2 separate regions of the Mus musculus genome follow, and region 1 is linked to region 2. Evidence: chromatin contacts called from public promoter capture Hi-C data. All regions are on one chromosome and are shown on one strand. Each heading gives the region's core, a stretch centred on a gene start, on an enhancer-like site or on the middle of the called end of the contact. The rest is flanking DNA. Distances are from core to core; before and after follow the strand shown. Region 1 holds the start of Mirt2 (myocardial infraction associated transcript 2). Region 2 holds the start of Plec (plectin).

Region 1 (3,240 bases), core at 554-3,053, 64 kb before region 2:
CACATCATGTACTTTAGTTGCATACACCAACACTATGTACCCACATCCTCTCATCATTTCGGACACTTGGGTGCCCACATGTACTCTTATGCTTTTGTCTAGTTCTGGCTCCCGCAACACTAGGGTCAGATCTTTGTCTATACCACACTTTCTCCTTAGAATGTTGCTTTCTGCCTTCATTGCCAGCTGTCTGAACTCCTCTATAAAGATCTGAAATAGTCCAAGGCTTGCTTTCTTTCTTCTCTCTCTCTTTCTTTCTCTCTCTTTCTTTCTTTCTTTAGCTCTGGCTGTCCTGGAACTCACTTTGTAGACCAGGCTGGCCTCGAACTCAGAACTCCACCTGCCTCTGCCTCCCAAGTGCTGGGATTAAAGGCGTCACTACCATCACCCTGCTTTTCTTATTTATTTTATGTGTATGAGTATTTTGTCTGCAAGTATGTCTATGCATGACATGTGCCTGGTACCTAAGGATTCCAGAAAATAGTGTCAGGGATTGGAGTTACAGATGGTTGTAAGCTGCCATGTGGGTGCTGGAAATCAAACCCAGGTCCTCTGCAAGAGCACAAGGCTCTTAACTACTGAACCATTTCTCCAGGCCCAAGAATTTAAAAAATAAACCTAAAAGCCAGATATGGTTGCATGCAGTCTGTACTCTGGAGGCTGACATAGAGAGATACCCACTTAGAGGCCAACTTGGGCTACATATTGATTTCAAGACCAGGCTAGGCTATATAGTAAGATCCTGTTTCAAAATCACAAGGGCGAGGGAGATGGCTCAACGCACAGAAACACTTAATGCAAGCATGGAGACCTGATTTGAGTCATGGAAACCTATGTAAAAGCCAGACGTGGTGGCATGTGTCTATCAAAAGCAGAACCTAGGGCATCCCCCATAAGCCACAGACTGGGTAGCCTAGAGTATACAGTGCAGTGGCAGAAACAAGAGCAACCCTGACTCTAACAAGATGAAGACAAGGCCCAGCACATGTATCTGACTGACACATGTATCATGGCATGCACATGCCCTCAATACAAATTCATACACAAATACATACTTACATGATGAATTAAAAAGGAGTAAAATCTAAGGCCTGAAGTAGGAAGCTGATATCTAGCTTGTTAGCCTATCGAACTTCTTAAATGTTATACCTCTTCAATGCATATTATTTTTGTCACCCTGACTGGTGGTTGTTGGTGGTGGTGGTGTGTGGTGGTGGTGGTGGTGTTTTTTTTGTTGTTGTTGTTTTGTTTTGTTTTTTTGAGGGGAGGAGTGGGGATGACAAGGTTTCTTTGTGTAGCCCTGGCTGTCCCAGAGCTCCTCCGTAGACCAAGGTGGCCTTGAACTCAGAGATCTTCTGTTGGGATTAAAGGCATGTGTCACCACCACCCCACTTTTTTTGTTGGTTCTTGTTTTCATCCTGCCTGTTATCGCAGTTATTAATGACACGACATTTAAAAATGGAGTTGCACCGGTGCTTATGAGCATTGCTAGGGCTGTGTAGCATGCCCGCTACAGCCAGGCGTACTGGTAGGAAATCCAGCCAGAGAGGAGCAGGCGAGGAATGGATACTGCCCGGAAGGACTTCAACCTCTTAGTACAAGGGTTCAAGTTCTCAACCAGAAGTTAGTCTAGTTAGGGATTAACTGCTGTCTTTTCTTTTCTTTTTGAGACAGTGTCTTGTGTAATCAGGCCGGTCTTCACATCACTGTGTAGTGAGAATGACTTTGCATATCTGATCGTCTTGCTTCTGGCTTGTGCAATTGCGCCCAGTTTTACGGTTAGAGATCAAACCCAGGGCTCCATTCGTGCTAAGCAAGCAACCCTACCAACTGCGCTCCATCCCCAACCCCTGGTGAGACTATTTCCAGGGATTAATTAGGTCTTCAGGATCCTTAGAAGCTATTTTCACTCAGAGTGCTCTCTCGCACTCACTCTGAGGGCTGCAGTAGGTGGATTGCCCGAGGGTGGAGGGGCAGGGCTTGAAGCCTGAAGCCTGAGCCCAGGAGTTGCAGTGATTGCTGTGAGTCAGGATGTAAATAACCAACTTGGCTTTGGGAGCTCAGGAAGAGAGAGACTCAGGGAGGGTTATTATTCCCAAATGCCGCGCAGAGGTGGAGAAGGCACTTAGGATGGTATTCATAACCTTTCCAGAACAGCTTTGTTGGGGGGTCCACTGCCAGATTGTAGAAGGTCTAAACAGGCAGAGCAAAGTCCTCCTCTTAGATAAGAGAGATGTCATGGCTCCTCGGGAACAGAGGGAGAAGGGCAGGCCGGGAGGGTAAGATGGTCTGTGACTGAGGGCGGGTCGCTGTAGGGGTGGATAGGCAGTAAGCACTCACGGAAAATCATGGACAGGAAAGAACACAGCCTCTAGGACAGGAAGGCTTGTATAGGGAGGGACATGGATATTATTACTACTACTAGTGTTTCCTCTTCTGGGTACACGTAGAATCTGTATCAGCTGTAGCATCTACAGTCACGCCCTGGGAGCTTGCTACTCTCAGAAGCTCTCCCCCTGGACCACTCTTTGCACCCAGCTTCCTGCCTTTTCAGCACTCCCTTCCTATTGCTATACTCAGCCTTGTAGCCTCTGTCATCCCTTGGTGTCTGAATGCCACCTCCCTCTAACCCCATCCCTATCCCTGGGCTCAGTGAGGGTCAACAGTTCAACTGCATTCCCGTGAACGCTTGCAACCCCGCTGGATTCTCTTCTCTCATCCTGCTCTGGATAGCTCTAGCCCCAGGGCTTCTATCACACGCTAACAAACCCTACATCTCAACTTTAGATCCTGGCTTCTCCCCCTCAGCTTCCTTCTGGCTGTCACAAAATGGAGAGAATGAGCCTGTGCTGATGGTGGGAACTGGAAAAGGCGGAAGACAAGGGAAGACAGGGATGTGGAGACTGGGAGTAGGTGGGTGGGGTGGGGGTTGGTAGCCTATTGGACTTGGCGGGGAGAAGATTTGGATTCCAGAGCTGGGCAGGTTTTAGATGCTGATGCTGCTTGGAAGTTAGGTTGAAGGGAATGTAGGTAGGAAGCTCCTATGGGGAGATATTATGGGGCCTAGGTTGGCCTTTCATCCAATGGTCCTATGTTCTCATCCTGCCTCTGTCTGTTGAGGCCAATGTCCTCTGTTTGTTTGTTACTATCTAAGCCCTTTCTCCACAATTTCTTCAGACCCCAGCATCCTGGCTCTTCCTTCCTCTGTGCAGCTCCTCCATCCTTCCCTCCCCGCTGTCC
Region 2 (3,148 bases), core at 266-2,765:
AGGGGGTGTGGTGGCTGTACACTCTCGGCCCTACAGACCCAATTTAGTGCTGCTCTGCACTTCCAGGGTTGGGCTCCGAGGGCCTGCCCCCCTTCCTGCCTAAGTCTGGCTAGGGGCGTGGTACAGGGAGAGCCCTGCCGCAGTGAGCTGGCTGAGCTGGCCTCAGGGAAGGCTTTGGGGACTGTTGGCTGAGCCTTCAGAGTTTCCACCCGCCACCGGTCTGTGTCTGTATGTTTGGAGTCTGCTGGGGCACCATGGCGACAGCCCATAAACCCGCCCCACGCACTGCTTTGTTGGCTGCCCGCCTGCCTCTGGCCAGCGCCTCCCACCGCAGGATCCCCCGCCTCCGCCCTATTTATAATCAGTTCCTGGGGTTGCAGTGCTTGGTGGGAATGGGTGTGTCCATTCAGGGAGAGCCTTAATGGCATGGGGGGTTTGGTGCGGCACCACAGGGAGAGTTGGAGTATTGGGTGGTGGCACCCAGCACAGGCTACATGCGTGTGGGACCCTCGGTTGTGAGGGCCCAGCAGAGGTGACAGCTGTGCTAGGCAGCCCTTAGGGCATGAGCTCAGTCCTCTTCCTTTCACTTCAGTTCCTGCTGGTGTCCTCGTGTCCTCTCCACAGCACCTGCCCCTCCGGCCACAAGTGGACACTCAGGCTGCCTGGGGGTAGGGAATTTTTGGATGTCAGGGCCACCAAGCCTGGGGTGTTAGGGACTTGGTGACTTTGATTCCCTATGGCAGCTGGGAGTCCCTGGCGTCCAACAGCTGCACTGAAGGTGTGGGAGGAAAGAGGCCTCACCCAGAGCTCTCTTCAGAGGTCTTGGACTGGAAAGTGGCTTTGTTTCTGGACCCACCCTAATCTAGCCTGTCGTGGAAGTGTTACGTTCCATGGTCATCTGGTGAGAGGGGCACAGTACTGTCCCTTTCCTTTTCTGATGGACAGCGGCAGTGGTGCCTGCCGCCAACTGTCTGTGCGTCCTGGCAGCTCCTCCCACTCTTCTCCTTCAGGTCTCTGGCCACCACCACACCCCAGATTCTTCTCCATACCCTAATCTTCCTCCCTTGGATTCTTTTAGTTTTCTACTTTGCGCAACCCCTCCTTTAGATAGCTATGGACAGATGATACCTCACCTCACCCTGAGATCACAGTGAGGGGGTGCTGTCCTTATGAGGACCCTCCTGCTCTCTCTGCTCCCTGTTTTCTGCCCATCTGTTCTCTTCTGAGGGGGGCGGGGTTGATTCTTGATCCATATTACACTCCGTCCTGCCTTCACACAGTCTTGAGAACCTTGAACAAGTGTTTTAGAAACACATGTAATTTCTGACATTGGAGCTATGTGGCCCGGGTGGGGAGGGGCAGTTTATTGGTGCCCCCCACTCTTCAAGGGGCCCCCGCCAGTAGTGGGTGGGAGGGACCGGCCCTGCTGCTGAGTCAGAGGGGGCCGGCCCAGGCGTCCTGGAGGGCGGGCAGGCGGGAGGCTCAGACAGGCAGCCTTGCCGGCGCAGGAATTCACAGAGCAAGGCTCTGGAGCCGCACTGCCCCTGAGCCTGCGCCCTTGTGCTTAGAACCGGAGCCTGCCTGCCTGTTTGCCAGTGGCCCCTGCTGCATCTTGTGCCAAAGGAGCTTCATCAGCCTCCTGGCTGTGCCCCACCTGCTGTCCTCACCCTGTGCTGACCGGCAGGCTTCCAGCAGCCATGGTGGCTGGCATGCTCATGCCGCTGGACCGGCTACGGGCCATCTATGAGGTGCTCTTCCGTGAGGGGGTGATGGTTGCCAAGAAGGACCGGCGACCCCGCAGCCTGCATCCCCATGTGCCCGGCGTCACCAATCTACAGGTCATGCGTGCCATGGCTTCACTGAAAGCTCGGGGCCTGGTGCGGGAGACCTTTGCCTGGTGCCACTTCTACTGGTACCTGACCAACGAGGGCATTGACCACCTACGCCAGTACTTACACCTGCCACCGGAGATTGTACCTGCCTCTCTGCAGCGTGTGCGCCGCCCTGTCGCCATGGTGATACCTGCACGTCGTCGCTCCCCCCATGTGCAGACCATGCAAGGTCCCCTAGGCTGCCCACCAAAGAGGGGGCCTCTGCCAGCTGAGGACCCTGCCCGTGAGGAGCGGCAGGTCTATCGCAGGAAGGAGCGTGAGGAGGGGGCACCTGAAACCCCTGTGGTGTCTGCCACCACCGTGGGGACCCTGGCCAGACCAGGTCCGGAGCCTGCCCCAGCCACAGGTCAGCTGAATTTTGGCTCCAGGCCGTGAGGGATGGGAAGTGACTGTAGGTGTTTTTGGTGTTGGGACTTAGGTCTGGTGGGCTCTGGGGGGCAGTACATTGTGTGTATGGTTCTGTTCATATCAGCAGGTGGCGCCCTTTCTGCTGGAGGGTGATGGGTGTTCTAGCCAGTGGACCCACGTGGCTTGTGCTCCTCTGGGTAAATCCTGGTGAGGGCGGGGCCTGAACGCCCCAAGACTGGCAGGACCAGCTGTTGGCATAGTCGTGTTTGTACCCCTCTCAGGCACTGTCCTTGCCCTTGCCCCCACCTCCTTCCCCCACCCTTTAGGGGCCCCTCTTTTCAGAAGTGGGCGTGTAGAGAAGATCTGCTGGCATGAGACTGACTCAGGCAAACCGCTTGTCCACTGAGGCTTGAGTCTGTCTTCCCCTATGGCCAAGTGGCTAAGATTCTGTATTACATGAGCAGTACTGAGGGCCCCCATGACTGGGTGCTTGGCCTGCTGGGAGTTGGCCATGATCTGGAGGTGGAGCGGCTCTAGATGAGATGGGAAGAAGGGCACAGCTCAGGAGCACTGCCTAGGAGGGCAGAGGTCAGGGCATTGGGATGCTGACCCAGCCCATGGTCTGGGTGAGGGTCTGGTTCCCCCCAGCTGGGAACCAGGTCTTAGAGGATGGGACAACAACCCATTGGCCCAGGGGTTTCCAGAAGGTACCCCCTCTGCCCTTAAGCCCTTATACCATCAGGACTCGGATAGGCTTATGTGTTCTCGGTGTGTGTGATGCCTGTGCAGGCTCTCCTGAGGCACATTGTCCTCAATGCCTGCTGAGGGCATCCCAGGACCTCCAGCAGTATCCATGTATTGCAGGCATCAGAACAGCCCGGTATCTGTCTGCCTCCCTCCTTGTGCCT

What was found. Capture Hi-C pulls out chosen DNA fragments and counts their contacts.
Region 1: a contact with region 2 is called in a promoter capture Hi-C map of adipose tissue. The contact joins the promoter of Mirt2 here to the promoter of Plec in region 2. A contact is called at or near these places in 4 of 39 promoter capture datasets (cranial neural crest, embryonic stem cells, macrophages and 1 more), 1 of 15 datasets of contacts at CTCF or cohesin (CD8 T cells), 5 of 484 Hi-C or Micro-C datasets (Th1 cells, liver, macrophages and 2 more), 8 of 115 datasets of contacts at active chromatin or transcription factors (CD8 T cells, the HPC-7 cell line, the SCID.adh cell line and 4 more) and 3 of 9 other capture datasets (adipose tissue, liver and pancreatic islet).

Annotation. Positions count from the first base shown.
Region 1 is chr15:76,268,402-76,271,641 of GRCm38.p6, reverse strand. Mirt2 (myocardial infraction associated transcript 2) reads left to right here and starts at 1,803. Exons shown (of 3, transcript NR_045747.1): 1 at 1,803-1,853. All of the region lies in intron 1 of Spatc1 (spermatogenesis and centriole associated 1), which reads right to left.
Region 2 is chr15:76,204,688-76,207,835 of GRCm38.p6, reverse strand. Plec (plectin) reads left to right here and starts at 1,515. Exons shown (of 33, transcript NM_001163540.1): 1 at 1,515-2,238. The coding sequence starts at 1,698.